2 separate regions of the Xenopus laevis genome follow, and region 2 is linked to region 1. The links are chromatin contacts, called in public Hi-C maps. All regions are on one chromosome and are shown on one strand. The core of a region is the stretch at or near the end of the contact, and the rest is flanking DNA. Distances in the headings are between cores, read along the strand shown. Region 1 has its middle 13 kb from the start of krt9.1.L. Region 2 holds the start of krt34.L (keratin, type I cytoskeletal 19).

Evidence for each region. Hi-C and Micro-C count contacts between places; a contact is called where the count stands out from the background.
Region 2: a Hi-C map of the XTC cell line shows a contact between it and region 1, with 2.7 times the contacts expected there. The contact joins the promoter of krt34.L here to the enhancer-like site in region 1. A contact is called at or near these places in 3 of 4 Hi-C or Micro-C datasets (the XL177 cell line, the XTC cell line and animal cap).

What each region holds. Positions count from the first base shown.
Region 1 is chr9_10L:1,109,021-1,113,892 of Xenopus_laevis_v10.1, reverse strand. No RefSeq gene overlaps it. Among protein-coding and RNA genes, the nearest start is that of krt9.1.L, 13 kb to the right of the region's middle. Within about 2 kb of position 2,767, at least 1 of the 7 cell types and tissues checked has an H3K27ac peak or open chromatin away from gene starts, as enhancers often do.
Region 2 is chr9_10L:1,154,943-1,160,052 of Xenopus_laevis_v10.1, reverse strand. krt34.L (keratin, type I cytoskeletal 19) reads left to right here and starts at 1,292. Exons shown (of 7, transcript XM_041577496.1): 1 at 1,292-1,722; 2 at 2,268-2,350; 3 at 3,029-3,185; 4 at 3,852-4,013; 5 at 4,140-4,265; 6 at 4,609-4,829. The coding sequence starts at 1,375.

The DNA of each region.
Region 1 (4,872 bases), core at 1,518-4,017:
AAGTCTAATCCCAGTCTCTAGCCATGTGATCACAGCTGCATATAAACTGGAAACCTGCAAACTTCCAAGGATACTACGCCTAGCTACGACTATTAAAGCCATTCCCTGGTTGCTATGAGGTGAGAGCCATAGCAACATGAAGCCTATTAAAAGAAAAACATACAGAGCTGTCAAATAAAAAATCTAATTCCTAATAGAATACTTCTGACTAACTTGGTGATGATACTTGTAGTTGTCCAGCCATTGCCAAACTACAAGTCCCAGCATTCCCTGTGACAAGCAGTAGCTGAGCTGTAGTTTAGTTAACAGCTGGTAGGTCACCAGACAGAGGAGATCTAAGCAGGACAACCATCAGTGGAGATAGGGGAGTCTAGTCAGGGGCCCCATGAGTTTGATGATGGCCCTGGTTCTAAAGCTGCTTAGGTTTGGGGTTGATTCTGTTTCATTAAGCACAAGTTTGACTGGTCACATGTCACATATGTACCTGAGCATGTGATTGGCTGCCAGTGCCTGCGATGCCATGACTTAGCTCAGTATGACATCACTCCCAGGGAAGCTCTGATTGGATGAAAGTTGCCAGGGAAGATAACTTGAGGGCTCAGGTATGGATGGCAGTTATTTCCGTTCAGGATTCAGGTAAGTGGAACTACTACAGAATTGGGGGGGGAGATGACATATTACAAAAGGGGAATTAGGGATGGCACCAACAACTGACGGCATGCTTCCCTTTGTCGCCCCCTAGAGTTTTTGAGGACTCTATAATACATTCCATTCTCTTGCACTATTTGTTCCCCTGCATCAGAGCCCTCCATTCCAGGGAGAGTTCTATCTCATAATGTCTGCAGTGTAGGGTATGCTGCTTGTTCAGCCCTAAAATCCTGCCAGTCTCCTATGTCAAAATGGTCACATCTGTCTGCCCGCTTACCTCCTTCTCCCCAGTCCAGAGTCACTTGTGCAATTGGAACCTCTCTCATGTGTCCTCCAGCCAGGATCACCCGGGCCATTTTCCCAAGAACAATGCGATTGAGTGTGATCACATGAGGCTCTGCCAAAGTTATAAAAGGCACCAGAATCCAGAAAACCTTCTACACGGTTTCCATCTACTTTCACTGACACCACATGACATCTTCTCTTTAACTGATCTGCCCAATGAATCTGCATTACCGCAAATTCAGGGGTCTCACTGAGGTTGATTTGGACCGGGTCACACTCTGTGCTCTCCTTCTGAATAGTGGCAACGGGTCAAGCAGGAGTCAATTTAGGGGGCCCTGCAGAACAAGCAACCCTTCTTTTAAGAGGGCAAGTAGCTTGAAAGTGACCCAGCCCCTGGTAGCGGTTGGCGGGGTGTGGAAGTGGTGATAGAGGAACGTTGTTGAGAGCCTGGTAACTCTCTAGCCTTGGCACCTGTTGTACTTTGTGCTTGGGTTGCCCTCTTGGTGGGGGTCCTGGTCTCTGTATACTTGTCGGCCAACTGGGCAGCTTCTTCTACCGTATGTGGCTCATGGTCCATAACTCACTCCTGAACTCCTAGGGGGCACCTCTCCAAAAAGGCATAATTGCCTTAAATCCTTCATGGTTTCGGCCCTAGTCCCTTTAATCCACTGGTCAAGGGCCCTTGACAATTTATTTCCAAACTTAATTGTTAATTGGCTCATGTGACCTAACTGTGTGGTTTGTTTGTGTGTACCGTGAATCCTACGATCCTAGGGGGCGGCCCTTATTTTTTAAAATGGCAATTTTCTATTTAGGCTTACCCAATGACACATACTACTTGAAAATTATAATCTTTTGAAAATGGTTTATTTACACGAAGCAGAGTTTTACATATGAGCTGTTTTATGCAATATCTTTTTATAGAGACCTACATTGTTTGGGGGGTATAGATTTCCTTTAATCTCCTCATAGCCCAGAATGTGGCGCTGGCCCTTCCTGTTAGTTTGCCAGACAGGATACGGGGCCAATCCTCTTCTGTGATGTCGTGGGCCCCGCGCATAATCTCAAATGTCTCTAGAAAGGCATCAATGCTGTCCTGCCCTTCTTGAAAGGTAGGGAAAGCCGTGGCTAACTTTAGAATGTCTCAGGCCTGACTCTCCACTGAAGACACTGATAGCCTGCTCTGCTCCCCTAAATTAGATCTTTCACGGGCTACCTCCTCCTCCTGTTCCATCCTCATCAGCTCCATCATTAAGCTCCTCACTGAATAACTCCAGCCTTTGTTTAAACATCTCTCCAACCCGATCCAGGGTAGGATTAATGGGTGGCCCCTGGACCATTTCGGGTTCCCCTAGCAACTGCACCCTCAGATGTAACAGTCTCTGCATCTGAAGGTAGGAGTGGTAGTAGTAAAGCAATGATTTCTGTCTTTTTCTTCCCTTCAGGGTCGATACCCCGATTGCAACACCGCTTTCTTAGCGTAGCAAGGGTTAATTCTTCCAGTTCCTGCCTGCGCACGGACAGAGTGCAAAGTGCAAAAAAAATGATTTTACATTAGTGTAGTGGATTATACATTTGCTCCTCCGTTTGTCCTCCCTTGATCCACCTTCGCTTGAATCCCACTATAAATAACATGGGGGTTGGTAGGATTTCATAGATGCACACTACAACTTTGGAATCCTAAACATTCCAAAAGGCAGAGGTGAATGTAACAGTGCCATGGTCTAATAAATCTCCCTAAAATCCATGCATTGAACTAGAGAGTTCATGATCTGAGCCCTTACATTCCAATTGTACTGACTCATTTGTGAGCAGGATCTGTTTATGGTTTCATCAAGAGAGGCTTTTTACCTAACTGAGGTCTCCTCCTAGGGATGGATGAGCAAACTGCAGGACTCTTTTGCTTGATTATGAAAGCAATGTCCGAGAGTTTCCAAAAGCCATGTTTTAGCACCAGCTTTATGGACATATGGGTAGACACTGAGCACCCCCACATTTCAACTCAACTAAAACCTGAGTATTCAGCCTTATACTCAGTAACTTATGTAGCCAAATAAATAGAAAAACCAATGGAAAAATCTCTACAGCCAAAACATAGTTCACATAGTAAGGATAGAATATCCCTTACTGCAACTCCGCTCATGAGCCCTTAGGTCAACCAGATCTTTCTCCAGAAGACAACTTGCAGGTTACTATACATTGCAGGTTACTACACATTGTAGATGTATCATAGACACATTTGTAGATCTCAGTTTAATTGTTGTATTGTACAGGAATCTTGTATATTGTGTGGGGGTTACTTTCTGTATGGCTTCAGGTTGGTGAAGGTATATTAGAGTTATAAAGGGGATTACTGGACCATGTTTGAAACCCCCTTGGCATTCCTTAACCATCTATTCTCCCCAGAACTAACTTTGAGGGGACCTAAAATACATGACACCTAAAAGGACTATCGTATGAAAGTCTCAGGTTAATATACAGGTCTCAGGTTACTATCCATAAGGCTCAAGGGTGTCATGCTGGTGAATGAAAATCAGGTTTCATATTACTAATAGTGTGCTGCTGGTCCTGGGTCCCTTAATGTACAGTATATAGACTGCAGCGAAGTAGACTGTTGCTACATCAGCTTCACACCCTATTTTTCACTCGGAAGAAGTGCAAATTTGTTACCTCTTTCTCCAGAGTTTCCTTCACACCTCAGACCAGGTGAACTGATAGGATGCCAGAAACGCATAAAAACGCTGGAGTTTTTTTTATTTATAAAGCGGATTTTTTATTTATAAAGTCCTATTAAAGATTTTTGTGTTCACATTTTTTTCCCAACCGTTTCAGAGGCATGCCACATTTGTTTTAGGGTGGGCTCATATTTAGGAAATGAGATGTTCTCTTTTGTCTTTATTTTGCTTCCTTGGACATTTGTAATAATAAGTGGCAATTTATTTATCATCTCTAATAAAGACGTCCCTACGACCTATATGTACCCGCCCTATACAAACTGACCTTCGCCAGCGTTCACCTGCCCAGACGCAACTTCGCATTTGAGTGAATTAGCGCAGTGGTAGCAAAATTTTGTCTGGCAAAGTGGCGGATCGTTCGCTGGTGAAAATTCGTCCATTAATGAATTTGCCCCATGGAATTATTATTCAGAATTTCTAGTATTCTTTCCTTAAATACCACCAAGAGGTTTCAGGCCATTTTACTAAGACTACTCATCATCCTAGATCAGACCCTGCCTCAATGCAGCTTGCACTCTAATCAATTCCCAGTTTTGTGGACAATGGGAATGAACTGGAACAATCTTCACACATTTACAGAATTCTCATTAATAACACAATGTTATTGGTTTTGTTTTATTAGTTATAAAAATATACATACAAATATAAAATATACATTTCTTTATATATAAAAATAAAGATATAAAACGGATTCCTTCTCTGGGATCCTTACTGTAAACATGAATCTTCCCATGCAGATCCATCTGGAATCAGTAATGTGTCTTCTTCATTACACAAATGCACTTTACAATCTGATGGATTTGCTGATGTTGGGGGCAGTGGCAATATTGTAGATCTGTGGGCCCTAGTGAGAAATTTGCACTGGGGCCCCCCACCTGCCATGCCGGTTTTTGGTCTTTTATTTTTTCTTCCAAAAGAAATATAATGCCAAGATTGTAGCTAAGTTACATATACAGGACATGGCTTTACTTCTGTTGTTAGCAGAAGAGACCCCGGCATGAGATGGTTCCTGATGCTTCAGAGATTTCTGAGCATCTTTCTTCTTTCTGTTTTTTAATCTTTTCAAACAGTCTTGACAATTGCTGCCATTGTGCATCTGTGGAGATAATCTGTCCCAAATCTGCAAACCAGACCTGAACCAGTCCTGCAAAACTTTGTTACAGTATATTCTCAATCGAAACAAAAGTGACAACTCCTTCTTTTC
Region 2 (5,110 bases), core at 43-2,542, 48 kb before region 1:
TTCTACATGATCAGATTGTAGCTTTAATCTACTGCAGGCAGCATTGGTCAGGCCTACAGGAGTACCAGTGGTTCTCTCCATGGACCACAGTGTAGGAGAATTCCCAGCAAACGGTCCTTGGATAATATAAAAACATTTACCGTTTGGCGCTATCTATAATAAATAATTGTTTGAGTGAGTCTAGAGAGTCAGGTTACCTGGTGGGCCTTAGAAGACCAGGTTATGGATACTAGATCAACTGAAAAAGTAGCACAATTGCAACAACAAATGTTAATCTGTTTTCAATCAATGAAGTGCAAGTCATTTACTTTTCAAATACAAATGAAGTACACAGGGTTTTTTTTTAAATACTTACTTTAGGAAGGCAATATCTTTCATTTATTCATTAAGAGTATTTTTGTTTCAATAGCCAACACTGTGGGGCATTTGTCATTCATATGGCAGTTTCGTCTCATGCCCTGTGCAATGTCATTTTGTGGGAAGCCTATAAAAGCTGGAAAACTAGTCATAATAAGTATAATATGCCACATTTCTGCTAACACACTGGTTTCTTACTTTTTCTGCTTCATAATTGGAAAGAAACCTTGGTCTAAACATTTTGATGTGCATGACTCAACGTTTTCTCAGAAGCATTTTGCATTTATTTTAAAGCATGAACCTGAGGTAAACTCAAATTGGTATGGGCTGTCATTAAAAAGTATTGATATTACACTAAAACAGAAGAAAATTATTGAATGCATGGTTTGCATCAGTTCAACTTTGTTATAATGAAAGAAAGTCAGGCCCTGCACATTTACACAAATAATATAGATATGTACAATCGAGGGGAAGTAACACCACAGGTATTTGTATTTCCTATGCTATCAGTCATGGTAAAATAAATCCACTAATTACAGCATGCATCATTTTAAATACAGACAAGCTTTTGGGAGTTGAAACCTCCAAACAATAAAATTTACTTTGCAGGGTCATATAAAAGGTTTTATGATACATGTTTTTTTCAAACCCAGCAAAAAAATAAAATAATATAAGGCTAGCAATCCCCTATAATTATATTCAGGAGTAGGTTAAATATTGCCTTTGTGTGCAGATTCCAAAAGAATAATGTACTGTAAAATGTAAAAGAGTGTGCGTCAGTTTTTATAAAAGAAAGAAAATAGTATACTCAGAAACCCAACTAGTAACACAAAATGGTACATTTTATAGGTAGTGCTTTATGGCTTTTAATACAAAAACTGCATATTACGTGTTTTCTTATCAAGCAAGACTGTAGACTGTCAACACCCAAAGCTGTGTATAAAAAGGCATAAGGCAAGCTGATGAGTTGCAAGAGCAATTGGTTGGATACATCAAACCTAGAGGTTTCTAGTCACCATGAGTGTCAAGCAAAGTCATAGATTTTCATCTGGGTCCAGCTGCTGTGGTGTTAGCATGCATGGAGGCAGAGGCTATGGAGGCCTCAGAAGTTCCTTAGGAGGGTATTGTGGCATCGGTGGTGGAAGCATTGGTGGTAAAAACGAAGGCATGCTGAATGTCTGCGAGAAAGAAACCATGCAACAACTGAATGACCGACTGGCAAACTATCTAGGCAGAGTCCGCTCTTTGGAAGAGGAAAACGGCCAGCTTGAGAGGAAGATTAGAGAATGGTATGACAGACAGGTTCCATACTCCTTTCCTGATTTCAACAACTATTTCAGGACCATTGAAGAACTTCAGAATAAGGTACTTTATCATAAACCTTTCCTAACATTAGTTTATGGTAGGGAATTCAGCATATTATTAGACAACGTTTATGTGTGGTACTCAGAAGTTTTAAACTATATAAGTGCATGGAAGCTCTTTGATTGTTGTGCCAGTGCCTAAACATTTGTACTTTATGCTGTGCCTTTCTCTTTAGTCTATCCTTTCCTGCACCCTACCATTTCCAACTAAAGTGACATTGGCTTTCGATAATTTCCTAATTACCTAAACTGGAACATGATGATATTAAATTGTACTGGTATTGGGTCCATTATCCCAAAAGCATTGAAATACGGCAATGCAACTACCCATAGAATTCTATTTAAACCAAAAATTCTTCACTATGACTAATTTATCTTCGCTAATTCATAACAAGCCAATACCCTGTGTCTGATTGCATCTCAGATAAAATAGTATAAACATTATGGAAAGAGCCCATATCTGAAAATCTGAAGCAGATAATATATTTCATATCTGTACAAACAGAAATCTCATGTTTTGTGTCACCACACTTTTACTTATTCCAGATTCTAAATGCAAGTTCTGGAAATGGCAACCTAATCCTGCAGATTGATAATGCCAGACTGACCTCTGATGATTTCAGAAACAAGTAAGTCTTTTTTACTGCATTCTATTATAACACCATATTATGGTATATGAATTGACTTTGCTGTTTAAGGTAAATATTCCTAAAAGACACACTGATGTTCCTACATCTTCCAATGTATTTGTACTATTTCATATGTTTAAAAGTTATCCAATTCTTTTTTTTGTAAGGAGAGCAATCCTCAACTTTCTTGTCTTACGGCATAGTTATAAGGGGTATAATACCTATTCACATAGATGTTTTCTAGATATGACTTGAAACCAAGAGATGGGAGTCATCATGTCCGGGTGATTTTTTTTAAAAGGGATGGTAGTAAAGAAACTCATCTTCACTAGCCAATCTCCATACCTCTATTTAACTTTTTGGACTCTTTGTACATAAAAATGGTCAAAATTATACTTTTCTCTAAGCCTTCACACCACCTAGCGCGGCAAGTATGTACTGTTTATGTTGATGATAGGAACTGAAAGTATACAAATACATCGATGGGGTTCCCAGAAAGCCCTAGCTCCTTCTTTGGGAACACTCATTCCTTCATAACTTTCAGAATATTGTTGCAAACCCAAATGCCAATAAAACAAACATTTTATTGATAAAACAAAGCAGTTCCCCACATTTCCAAATCTAAGCAGAAGACATTTTTAACATTGATTACTCCTCTGAGCTGAAATGTTCTCATAGATTTGAAAGTGAAGCTGCTTTCCGCATGGGGGTTGAGGGAGATATGAATGGCCTTCGCCGAGTCCTGGAGGAACTCAACCTGGGCAACAATGACCAAGAAATACAGCGACAAAATCTGAACGAGGAACTGACCTTCCTGAAGAAGAATCATGCTGAGGTAAAGGGGAATAAAATAATCTGAGAGAGAGAGAGATTGGACCTGGCGTTGCTCCCAAATATTCCTTTTCCTGGAAACAGTGAAACTGGCATTTCAGTGTCTACAGAGTGTATTAATATAGAAACATCTCCCTCTATCTTTCTATTTCCCTTTTGTTTCCTTCCACATCATTTCCTTCCTTTCCATTTTAATGCATGTTTTTTTATGGACCTACATTAATAAGATATAGAAATTATATATATTTAGTTTAAGAAGAAGCTCTCATAAGGGTTACACAACCCACATGGCAGGGTATTCATTTTAAGAGGAGAAAAGGTTTGGCTATGTGTGCCAGAAGTCTAAATAAAGTGCACTATGTGTGTATGTGGTGAATAACAGTATCTCCTTATTTGTGCAACTAATTTACTGTACTAAAGTGGAATTCTGACTTGTCCAAGACTTCAATCCTTCTATTGTCCAGGAGAACATATATCTGATAATGATAATACAAATCATTAAGACTTTATTACAATGGTCTCTAAAGTTCTGGCCCCCTTGGAGGCCTAGTTCAGTTTTGATTTGAGAACAAATGTTTATGTGCTGATTTGGGGCATACAACACATATTGGGGTGGGGGGTTTAAAAAAAATCTGAAAACCTCATCACAATGTTGTGTTTATTCATTTAGGAAGTCGCCAGTCTGCGCTCTCAGCTGGGACAAAGAGTAAATGTGGAAGTGGATGCTGCTCCTTCTGTGGATCTAAACGGAGTTTTGGGAGAAATAAGAGAGCAATATGAAGGCATAGTGGAGAGTAACAGGAGGGAGGCTGAGAACTGGTTCTTAAGCAAGGTGATGAGAGTTGCATTGTGGAAGTTGGTTGTAACCTAACACTACATATGTTAAAACATTCCTATTTTTTAAAATGTATGCAAAAAAATTTCTTTTGAATGGGAAAACAGACTTTTTGTTTTTTAGAGTGAAGAGTTGAACCAGCAAATAACCAGTGGTGCCAATCAACTACAGACAGTTCAGACTGAAAGCATCCAATTGAGAAATACTATCCAAGGCCTGGAGATTGACCTGCAGTCTCAAAATAGCATGGTACAGACTCAAATCTTTAAGCTTAGAACTCTCTACTGATTTCAGTCAATGGTCTGTATACTGTACATTATATTCGCACAGGGTTCACAAGTTTTTTTCTATACTTAACAATAAAGGAGACTTTTTCTATCATGGTAACTAAGAGTTCCTTATCCTCATTAATATCATTTCAACAATTGCCTCTCATCTAATCCTTTTTCTAAACAAGTGCTGCATGGATCCCATGCAAAACCTTGTAACAGTTCATTAAAAAGATCACATGATATTGCTTCTGATTTCATAAATGTTTTAGTTAGTGTTGATAATTATTTCCAGTCTTAAAATTATATTTATTTATTTTTAGAGAGGAGCCCTGGAAGGCACCATGGCAGATATAGAATCCCGTTATGGTGGTCAACTTTCGCAACTGCAATGCCTGATTAATAATGTGGAGTCACAACTGGGAAATCTTAGATCAGATCGGGAAAGACAAAACTTTGAGTATAACGCGCTCATGGATGTTAAGACACACCTAGAAATGGAGATTGCAACATACAGGCGCCTGCTTGAAGGAGAAGACAGACAGTAAGTAGACTATGTTTTAGTCATTAGCTTTGCAAAAGTAAATATAGATGGTTTGCCAGGCTATTGGATAGCCAAGTTTACAGTAACTGCAACCTATTAGGTTTTAGGGTTATCAATCCCATTTGCCCATTGATTTCATATTGAAAGTATTCTTCATGCATGTCCCAACATTGTTGCATCAAGGTAGTAGTTCCTGGTAGACTTAAGCACTGTTGACAGTAATACATGTGTCATGAGATCTGTATCTCTTTAGATTCTGTAATTTGGATCTTATTAATTAT